Regions from separate parts of the Danio rerio genome. Here region 2 is linked to region 1. Evidence: chromatin contacts called from public Micro-C data. All regions are on one chromosome and are shown on one strand. Each heading gives the region's core, a stretch centred on a gene start, on an enhancer-like site or on the middle of the called end of the contact. The rest is flanking DNA. Distances are from core to core; before and after follow the strand shown. Region 1 overlaps wnk1b (WNK lysine deficient protein kinase 1b). Region 2 holds the start of wnk1b (WNK lysine deficient protein kinase 1b).

Region 1 (5,522 bases), core at 987-3,486:
GCATGGCTGCTCCTCCATCACAAAGATAAACAACAATCAGGAGGTCAGGTAGGAACAGCGTTCCACAGAGGCGGCCGTGCCATGCTTAACCAATCATTGTTTTCATTGTTGTCATCAAAGACCTAACTGTCCAGAGGGGGGCTTGTCCGTCTTTGTGTCCTCCTTTAAAGCAATGCCGGGTGCAGACAATATTTTTATGTCACATTCACTAGGTTATCTGATTTTGACTCCCTGAGTAAATTCTTGTTGTTTCGTGAGCAACAAACATGCAGTAACTACTACTAGGGTTTTCAAAAGTATCGACTCAGGTACCAATCGAACAATGGATAGTACCAGTGTGCGGTACCAATGGACAACGTCTATTTCCTTTATAACCTTTGGTTGCTGAACAATGGTCTTTCTATTTTGCATAATTTCACACAGCAGCACCAATACTATTGTTTTTAATTTGACCATAAATTATGTTCAGAGGTCACTGTCACAAGCGGCATGTTGGACCCAAAAAATTACACTTTTTATTCTTTCTGTTGGGATTTTAAGCATCCCATAAGTTGAGTCACTTTTCATCCACTGTAACACATCATGCAAGATTAAATGATTCTTAATCATACTTTATGATAAATTCCATTTACGATTCATTCTAGTATCTATTGTACATCATACATTAAGTCAGTTGTGCCAAAAAAGTCTTGACTGGTTTTCGTGTAGTCTAAAACCTGAATAAAAACTTTTTGTTCACCTTTTGAAGCTTTATAGTCCAGCATTGCCATTAACATTTCTGCAACACTTTTCCAAAGCGAATTAAGGTGCTTTCACACCTGGTTCAGTTGCCTGGATTGATTTCAAGTTTGATTGTCCCCCCTTGCCACCTTCTTGGCTTCTTGCCTTCACGTCGTCTTTTTTTCCCTCTGAACTCCGGTACGCTTTCGTCATTAAGTTAGGTGGCGGCCACGAAAGCAAAGCGCCAAAATGGAGACGTCTGCATATCACATCATTCTGCTTCTACTGATTCTTTTGCTTTTGTTGCCAAAACCAAAATACAGAAAGCCACGTGCGTCTATCTGCTGCAAAATATATTCAAAACATTCAGAACATCACGCAGTGTCTGCAGAAGTCGTTTTTGTTCAAGACAAGCAGACATTATCACTGTTTGCACGGGGTCAGTCCCGCTTGTCACCAAGGTAGGGGATACAGAGACATACACACACGAATGAACGTTATGAAAACTAAAAATTGTTGTGCAGTTGGCGGTTCACTTTCGTTTTTTGATACGATTGCGTTTAAATAAGAAGTGATGAACCGTACCCCAGGCCCACCTTTTTCAGGCTGACTCGGGTACGGTTCGTGGGTGAGCACCCAAGTTCGGAAGACACGTTTACACTAGCTGAACGTACCATACTTTGACGTCATGTGGACCAAAAGTGCTAGTGTGAAAGCACCCTTACACTTATAAACCAGAGCAGTGAGCTGCCTATTGAGCAGTTGGGGGTTCGGTGCCTTGCTCAAGGGAATCACCTTAGCCGGGGTTTTAAGTGGTATATTTGTTTACTCTCCATGTCAACAATCCCTGCTGGTGCTCAAACCTGCAACCTTTGGATCCCAAGTCATAACCATTAGGCCACGGCAGCCCTTTATGACCTCATTTAGAATAGAAACATACATAAACAGACCCTTCAAGCATTGTTACTCCATTACAGTTAAATCCGAAATCAAAATGCATGTTTTCTTAAGAGTTTCACTGTTTATAAAGTCAGAGACAGACTGTTTTGAATGACTTTACTGTTTTGGAAGTGTGGAGAGAGTTGTTGGTGTAGCTGGAGAACAGCCTGTTGAGGCTCTGTGGGAGCTGCTGGGTGTGTTGAGTGATGAGACCGTTTTGAATCAGGCTTTGTTGCTCGCACCCGCATCGCCTCGGGACTTACCCTTGGCTCGGATCCCATCTGTCAGTCAGCTGGCACACTCCATCAAAGATGACCTGTACCACCACCCACCTCCGACTGCTGGGCGAAGCACTACTCATGCTCGCTTCGGTCTTACTAAGCAAACTACAGATGTTATCTGTTTACACAAAAACACTCGGCTTGCCATATCTCCTCTCAAGCAGTCTTGGAAAAGCTGATCTGATGTTAATCAACCATTTTTTTTTCTTTTACTATGAGAAGAGGAAAAGGAAGGGGAAAGAATTTGATTCATGAGTCACAATAACAGTCATCCGTAAACATCTGTAAAATCAGTTATCCGATTCTCCTCTAGACAACCATGTCACACCCTATAACAAATGAGTCAACCGTGCTACTGTATATGTTAGGGATAGTTCACCCAAAAATTACAATTCCGTCATCATTTACTCACTTGTTTAAAACCTATTTGACTTTCATTTGTTAAAAAAAAAAACTGTAGCCTTTGCCTTCTACCATAGAAGTCAATTATTACAGACTTTCAGAGTTTTTCAAAATATCTTCTTTTGTGTTCAACAGAAGGTCCAAAGGTTTGAAAACCACACAAGAGTGAGTAAATAATGAGTAAAATGTCATGTTTGAGTGAACTATGCCTTTAAGTTTTGCTTGTGCCCATCTTCACCTAGGGCATTATGGGATAAAGGGTACCCAGCTCCCACTGTATTGGTGCCTGAACTGAGTAGATTGTTGTAATGAGGATTACATGGCCAAATCCTGGCTGTGGCTCAGCTCCAAGATTTGATTAGGCCAAGCTAATCTAACGAAAGTGCTGTACCACCGTCTTCACATGCTGTTGTCCTCTCTTTTATCTGGGACTACTGCTGTGTAATAGAAGAGAATGCAACTGTCAGTATGGTTGCTTCCAGACCCATCTTTGTGTAATCGTTTAATTCCGCCTGATTCTCATATGCACTGATCTTAATGGGCTGGGGGCCGGTTGCACCAGCAATGTGAAAGTTAAGATGTAAAGATGCACTACTTTACAACTTGCGCACCACTAAATAGCTTTGTATTGCACCATTTAACTTAGTTTAATCGCAGCTCTATTTTCCAATTAAATATTTACAGCAGCCAATGTATAACATTAAACGCAACTCTATTTTCCAATTAAATATTTACAGCAGCCAATGTATAACATTAAACGTAGCTCTATTTTCCAATTAAATATTTACAGCAGCCAATGTATAACATTAAACGCAACTCTATTTTCCAATTAAATATTTACAGCAGCCAATGTATAACATTAAACGTAGCTCTATTTTCCAATTAAATATTTACAGCAGCCAATGTATAACATTAAACGTAACTCTATTTTCCAATTAAATATTTACAGCAGCCAATGTATAACATTAAACGCAACTCTATTTTCCAATTAAATATTTACAGCAGCCAATGTATAACATTAAACGTAACTCTATTTTCCAGTTAAATATTTACAGCAGCCAATGTATAACATTAGAAAAGAAATGACAGTGAGATTAGTAGGAATGTCCCGATCAGTTTTTTTTCCCCAAGTTCCCGAAACCCAATCTGATACTTCTATAATACATAAAAAAAGAAGAGTAAAGAAACAGATCCCGGATGATCTTTATTTTTAATTTAATTCACCTTATTTTAACATTCAACAACTCTCTTAACAAACAGAGTACTTCTGTGACGTAGCTTGAGTAATAAATGACATCAATTCTTCACTTTTGGACTTTAGTGAAACAGTAAATATAAAAAGTAATCTAATATAAAAACAGACAGCACCTCAACTTAAAACACCAGGCAGCAATCCAAAGTTTACATATTTTACAGTTTGATATGACAATGTTGTAGTCATCAACATTATAATATCTCCAGACCGTGGCCATGTCGTGGTTTTATTGGAGCAACATATATCAAAGCAGAACTATGTTTTGAAACCTAACAATTTGAAAGCTTCTTATTGGTTATAGACTGATTTCACTTGGCTGCCATTTTTAAAAGCCAAGTCGAGGCTGCGTTGGGAAGAAACCCGGAAGTATCGTTGAGAGTTGCTCAGGAACGTTATGTGCTTGGCTGTATATCTTATCAGCGAAGGTAAAGAGACACAAATGTTTTATTCCACCGCCTTCCGAGTGACCCGAATGTCCGATCTGAATGAATGGTAAAAATAAAAAGGGATATCAAAGCTCACTTTCAGCTAAGTAAAGGAAAATGGCACAAGTTAGCTATCATTTTCTTTCTCAAACACACGTTTTAGATGCCATTTATCAAACTCGAATTAATGAACCGATTCTTTCACTATATTAAACTTGTCACAATACTGAATTAGATGAAAAATTTCGCCCTAACATTTAAGGCACTGTTGATGGCTTTCTTAAAACGGCGCTGATTTCCCTTTGTTCACGTGGTCGACAGAAATGCTTGTGATTGGCCGAGAAGGTCATCATTTCACGCACCGCTGTTTACTGAGCTCAAACACAGACGAGCCGAGCGATCTGCTTGATGACTCGACATCTTCATGGCTGCTTCGCGCTCCAGTCTCTGTGTATCTGTGTTTGCACTGGGTGAAGAGCGGTAAACTGAGTGCAAACACAGATACACGAAGACTGGAGTGCGAAGCAGCCATGAAGATCAGTTGAGTTATCCCCACTCCGCTGCGCTTCAATGTTAGCTGGTTTTAAAAATTCAGTACCGGGACAACACTATTACAGACAACACGAGGGTGTGCTACGGAGGACTGCAGTGTTTTATCACTCACCGGGTTACATAGGCTGAAGCAGGAAAGCGTCCCCACGGTGTTTAACTGGTGCCATGAATTGAAGCCTTGGAGGACACTTGAGCATATTACTCTTACAGAGATTGTGATGTTGTTTGATGCCTAATTTGCTTTTATTTTTTTAAATTAAACTTACTGTTTAATATCAAAGTGATGGTTTACACCATTTCTGCATTTTAAAATCTCGGCAACAGCTGGAGGTTTGTAGTCCACAGCATGTTGCTGCAATGTTCACAGTGCTGGTCCTATACTTCAAGGTTTCTTCCCACCGCAGCCTTGCTTTGGTTCTTTAAAATGGCGGCTGCGTGAAATAAGCGTATTACATCATTCAGTGCGACCGCACTACTTTACGAAGAGCTTACAACTTACTAAGTACATTCTGCCTTAAAAGCATGTGGTGCAACCAAAATAAGAACAGGTTTAGTTACAAACTAGCTAGTAGCTTCTAAGCCTCTACTGTGGACTTTACAGTTTAAGCAAGAACTTAAAAGAGCAGGTGCAACTCTACCCTGTGTAGTACAGCGTTTACTCACTCTCTTCTTGGTCTAAATGTTTTTTCAAGACAGCAGACTTGAAAAAACTCATATCATCTTCTGTTTATACATTTGCTGTTTGTTTTTACTCATGTCAAGGTCCTAAAATCCTTGTGGTTGGCCAATGAAGAAGAACATCGGGATAATTGTCCAATCTTTTTGTTCCTCAGATATCTGAAACGCTTCAAGGTGATGAAGATAAAGGTGTTGCGAAGCTGGTGCCGACAAATCCTGAAGGGCCTGCACTTCCTGCACACCAGGGCTCCACCAATCATCCACCGGGAC
Region 2 (6,304 bases), core at 2,949-5,448, 46 kb before region 1:
GTTGTCTAAACATTCAGCCCAAGTACTGAACTTGACTTGATTTAAGTTGAGTTAACTCAAAAATTCCCTGAAGCTGGTTGCCTGACATTTTAGGTTTAGTTAGGTAAAGTTTCTGACATTCTTCAAAACAACCAAAAAGAAAACTGATAAAGGTTAAAAAGCGCTTAAGGGTGGGGAAATGAAGACACGTTTTTATTCATATTTTTCACTATTATTTAATAAAAGAGAACAAAAAAAGTTATTTTTAAAAATAATGGAAACCTGTAACCATTGACTTCCATACAGTAGCATTTGTTTTTTCTACTGTGAAAATCACCAGTCACAGGTTTCCAACATTCTTCGAAACATCTTCTTTTGTGTTCAACAGAAAAAAAATCTTAAAGGTTTGAAATTGCTTGAGAGTAAGCAAATGATGACACATTTTTATTTATATTTTCATCCTTCACAAAAAGAGAACAAAAAAGTAATTTGAAAAATGTTGGAAACCTGTAACCATTGACTTTCATAGTATTTCATAGTTTTTCCTACTGTGTAAGTAATTGATTACAGGTTTCTGACATTCTTCAAAACATCTTCTTTTGTGTTTAACCTAAAAAGGAAACTCATAAACGTTTGAAACCACTTGAGTAAATGATGAAACATTTTTATTTATATTTTCATCGTTCACCTGAAACCTGTAACCATTGGCTTCTCTAGTATGTGTTTGTTTTTATTCTGGTATATATAAACTCTTATTAGACTAAATGGCATTTTATTGTGTCTTAAATCATAAGAACATTCTATTATAGATTCTATTATAGAGTAAATGTACTGTAAATCACTGGTTACAGGTTTCTGACATTCTTTAAAATATCTTCTTTTGTGTTTTTCAGAAAAAAGGATACTCATAAAGGTTTGAAACCGCTTGAGTAAATGATGACACCTTTTTATTTATATTTTTGGGGAGAACAACCCCTTTCTTACTCAGACGAGTGTTAAATTTCCAGATGCTCTCAATTGACCTGTATGTCAACACAGCTTAATCACTGCCTTTATTTGGGAAGGGGGGAACTAAGTGTACCCTTCCCCGTCAGTGCATCAGAACAAACAGCCTCTCGGGGTTCAGTCAAAGACACATACCGTGATCTCGACACCTTACTGTCTTACTCGATTTTGCCCATCATTGGACCTCACAGGTGGTGTTGGGTAGCAGCAGGGCCTCCATGGAGAATCCGTGATGTTACGAAAGATCCTTCTCAGAAATATAAAGAAGAAAAACAAATATATTGGGTTATAACGGGTACACTATAGCAATATTCCTGGACTTCAAAATGTTTAAATTTTCTTTCTGAGCAAAGAGAATAAATCTGAAGACACAAATGCCATTCAGTGTAATAATAGTTTATATATGGCCAAAAATTTGACAAAAATTAGTTGATGACATAGTAAAAAATTATATTTGAGGATCACAAGACTACTTATATAAGAATATTCATTATTATTTGTCATTAATTGTCATTTGGAATCAGATCAGAAAAAAGTTTCTTTTTTCATAAATATATGTTATGATGAATGATGATGGCACTTTTTATGATGTGTATTTTGTGTATTTGAAATATTAAAGTTGACATTATTTGCATTTATTGTGCTTGCTGTATATTTAAAACAATATTAATAATTTGATACAAACAACTTGATAAAAAAATACTCTCATACTTTTATTAAATTCAGAAAAGCACAAAATGTAATGTATTTTTGCAATATTCCCTCAAAAAATAAAAACAAACAAACAAACAAATTAATTAATAAAATAATTAATTTAATAAACAAACAAACAAATAAATAAACAAGTAAATAAATAAATAAATAAATAAATAAATAAATAAATAAATAAGCAAATAAATAAATTAGTAAATAAATCCCCAAATTCCTGCATAAATAAATGCAGAATTAATTAATACTGCAGGCTGATTTTCTTATTCCAACCACATTTGTGTAATTTATTTAAATATTTATCAGCCTACACTATTAATATTTATTTGTATATTTATTTATACAGGAATTTGTAAATTGTATATATTTATTTGCATATTTATTTATTCGTTATTTTATTTATACAGGAATTTGTGCATTTATTTGTTTATTAAATCATTTGTTTATTATTATTTATATTTATAGGATAAAACCTGCAAAAACAAATAAACAAATACGAAAAAAAAATATATTGTTTAGAAATTACAGTTAAATAAATCTACAAATTCTTGCATAAATAAAATAATAAAGAAATAAACATGCAAATAAATAAATAAATGAGTAAATAAATCTACAAATTCCTGCATAAATAAAATAATGAATAAATAAATAAATAAATAAATAAATAAATAAATAAATAAATAAATAAATAAATAATAAAACATTAAATAAACAAATTTGCTAATAAATGAATAAATAACTATACACAAATGTCTGCATAAACAAAACAGTAAATAAATAAGTAAATACACAAATAAATAAATAAATAAACAAATAAATAAATGTATATATAATTCTACAAATTCCTGCATAAATAAATTTACAAATAATTAATAGTGTGGTGTGAAAGGGGAAAAAATCTACTTTCAGTTTAGTATTTCCTTATTCCCCCAACATCTGTGTAATTTGTTTAATTTTTAGTCTGCTCACACTATTTATTTATTTATTTATGCAGGAATTTGTGGTTTTTAATATATATTTATAAAAAAAAAAAAAAAAAAAAAATATATATATATATATATATATATATATATATATATATATATATATATATATATATATATATATATATATATATATTTATTTATTTATTTACATGTTTATTTATTGTTTTATTTATGCAGGAATTTGAGGATTGATTAATTAATTAATTAATTTGCATATTTATTTATTGTTTTATCCATGCAGGAATTTGAGGATTGATTAATTAATTAACTTGCATATTTATTTATTGTTTTATTTATACAGAAATTTGAGGATTCGTTAATTAATTAATTAATTTATTTGCATATTTATTTAGTTGGATATTTATGCAGGAATTTGAGGATTAATTAATTAATTAATGTATTTATTTGCATATTTATTTATTGTTTTATTTATGCAGAGATTTAAAGATTAATTTATTTATTTATTTGCATATTTATTCATTGTTTTATTTATGCATCGATTTGAGGATTAATTAATTAATTTATTTAATTATTTGCATATTTATTGTTTCATTTATGCAGGAATTTGCGGATTTGTTAATTAATTTAATTATTTGCATATTAATTTAATGTTTTATTTATGCAGGACTTTGAGGATTTGTTAATTAATTAATTTATTTATTTGCATATTTACTAATTGTTTTATTTATGCAGGACTTTGAGGATTTATTTATTATTTTATGTATTTATTCACATATTTATTTGTTTATTGTTTAATTATCCATAGGTTTCATCCTCCATACTTTTTATTAAATTCAGAAGTGCACAATAAATACATTCATGACATAGTCATTGTTGTGGTAGTATCAGCAGTAGTAGACATTATAGTAGTAATAGTTGTAGTTGTGACTGTAGTAGCAGCAATAGTAGTTGTAATATAAGAAACTTTATGTAGTAGTAGTAGTTAGTGTAGTACTTGTGATTTATTATCATTGTCATTTATTATTACTGTTGTCCTTTCTTTCTTTTTACTGTCATTATTACTATCATACATTACTAAGCATTGTTGTTACTCCCTAACTCTGACTGGTTTCTTTTTTATCTGTTTTACTTGTATCTGCGATACTTGATTCATTTATTGGCTGATATTGTTCCTAATGTATGTAATCTGACCTTTCCACCAAGTTACCTTTACATGGACACACACACACACACACACACACACACACACACACACACACACACACACACACCTAACAGTACCTGACTATATTGTATTTGTTTTGTTTTTTATAGTTGTTTTATTATGGTTTTTTGTTGATGTTTTTTTTTTTTTTGTATTTGTATGATCCCAATTTATGTACTTTTTTGCATATTCTAATGAAAAAAAAGAAGTGCACAATAAATGATGTTTTTTTAATATCTACCCAAATAATGAAACAAACAAATAAATAAATAAACAAATGGACTCGGGAAGGAAACAGTGACCTCTTCAGGCGGCTTCACGCCACTGTCGGCTGGCGCTGTGCTGTCAGTATTCAGTGGGAGGGTAGACAGCAGCAGCCTCGGAGCTAAAACCAACGTGACAGACTGGAGTCTTAATAACACCACCCGAACCAAGAGCAGCAGTAACAGACAAACCCCGAATGCTGCATATGGAGACTACTGGATGTCATTTGTCGACTGCTGCTGCGTAAGGATAACGATTTCGCCGGTTCGACAGCCGCGAACGCAAACTGCAGTGGATGTTGTTGCATTGTTCACGTGAAAGGGAGAAAAATCCGTGGGTTCAGCGGATCCGCGTGCAGTCCACCGGAACCGGACACTGTTGGTGATTTGTCATGATGTTTTATCACGGGATACATCATCGTTACGCTGGATACCGATTTCATTAAAACCATCACATCGCGCTGGATTCAACAGCCCCGTGTTGAACTTGGCCTGTAGAGCAAAACAGCGCGATGAACGCGAAGCTGTGCTAACTTAAATCTATTGGATTTATGTTTTCTTGTTTATAGTCGTCATCATATTTTGCCTTCGTAACAGTTTGGCGATTATCTCACTTAAATTATTCGCTCGGTCAACTCGAGCAACTGCAGCTGTCGCTTTGTCTACATCAGCGGGGAATGGATATGACGATACGAAAGGTAATCGCTGGCCAGCCTCCTATTTACTTATTGCAGCCAAATGTATTGTAGATAGCTATAAGCCATCTGATAATTGTGTGTTGACATGATAAATACACCCGGTATATGTGCTGTGTTGTATGTGGGAAGCGCGTGTATTCGTACGCGCTTCCTGTTCAATAAACGTTATTAAAGGTGCGCGACGTTATTTTAAGAGCAAACTCGAGACCTCAAGAACCAACGGTTGTCGTCACTTGACAACATTGTATAAACGCATCTTACATTGTGTGTTGCTTGTAATCGTTTAAAATTGCTAAATGCTTTTGAGTGTTGTGCTTTACAGTTATAAAAATCCCCCAAATCTCAGCTGGCCACCACACGTAACCAGGGCGACCCGTCTCGCGACCCCCGCGTGCGCAGTAGACGCGTTCATCTGCCATGCCGTGTTTTTGTTTTGTTGACATTTTGACGCAATGTATTATATAATTTACGGTTTTACGATCGGAACGGAACACCTGGCTGACTCAGTGTCCAAAAAAAGGCCTGGGAATCGTTGGCTTGAGCCAAGCAGTGACACGGAGAAAACGAGTCGGCATATGATTCTGAGAAACGCTGTAAAGGCAGTACTACAGTCCAATATGTTGCTACATTTGCATTTAATGTGAATATTTATTAACATGATGAACAGTTAGGGCTGTCTTTAGTTGTTATATGTTAATATTTGTCATTTCTTAGTTTATTCTTTATGTGTCAGTCTTCAGTTGTGTAATCATACCTATTAAAGGGATAGTTCACCCACAAATTACCATTATTTGATCATTTACTCTCCCTTCACTTGTTCAAAACCTGTTTGAGTTTCTTCTGTTAAATACATTTAAAAAAAAAGCTGGAAACCTGTCCATTGTATTTGATTTTCCTTCTTCGGATGTCAGTCATTACGGGTTTACAGTTTTTCTTAACAAATCTTCTTCAGTGTTCGACAGAAGAAACTCTGGTTTGTAACCACTTGAGAGTAGGCATGGGATGATAACCCTTTTTAGGGTATACCGCCGTCAAAAGTCAAGGTTTTAAAACTGGCAAAGTTTCAGCTATACCATTCCTAAGGTATGATTAAGGATTTTTAATATATATATTTTTCACTTGTTTAGGAGAACAGTATCTCCAGCAGAAATGATATGCAAAGATGCTGTTTTTTTAATAGTAAAGAAATCTGTGTTTTTAAAACAAACGAAGACGGCAGAAGTCAATTATTCATTTGAATTATTTAGCCTGACATGTTTACCGCTCCAAATTTTTAAAAATGTTTCCCAAATTTAAAAATATTGTGTTCAAAAGAGAAAAAAGTTTTTGTTTTTTACCCAGACATTTAAAAACAATATATTTTAGAGCAGTAATCACAATACCGTGATACCCTGAAACCGTGATATTTAAATCCAAGGTTATCAAACCATCAGAATCTTATACCGGCCCATGCCTACTTGAGAGTAGCTAGTAAAGCATCAGTTTTAGGCGAACTATACC

What was found. Hi-C and Micro-C count contacts between places; a contact is called where the count stands out from the background.
Region 2: a Micro-C map of caudal fin shows a contact between it and region 1, with 4 times the contacts expected there. The contact joins the promoter of wnk1b here to the enhancer-like site in region 1. A contact is called at or near these places in 4 of 18 Hi-C or Micro-C datasets (caudal fin, embryo, hematopoietic stem cells and 1 more) and 2 of 4 datasets of contacts at active chromatin or transcription factors (caudal fin and gastrula embryo).

What each region holds. Positions count from the first base shown.
Region 1 is chr4:8,593,330-8,598,851 of GRCz12tu, reverse strand. It overlaps wnk1b (WNK lysine deficient protein kinase 1b), which reads left to right. Exons shown (of 26, transcript XM_073947021.1): 4 at 5,408-5,522. Among named protein-coding and RNA genes, the nearest start is that of wnk1b, 46 kb to the left of the region's middle. Within about 2 kb of position 2,236, at least 4 of the 62 cell types and tissues checked have an H3K27ac peak or open chromatin away from gene starts, as enhancers often do. A contact at or near this core is called in caudal fin, where this site is marked.
Region 2 is chr4:8,640,328-8,646,631 of GRCz12tu, reverse strand. It overlaps wnk1b (WNK lysine deficient protein kinase 1b), which reads left to right and starts at 4,198. Exons shown (of 26, transcript XM_073947021.1): 1 at 4,198-4,804. LOC141381588 (a long non-coding RNA gene) reads left to right here. Exons shown (of 5, transcript XR_012401884.1): 5 at 873-1,618.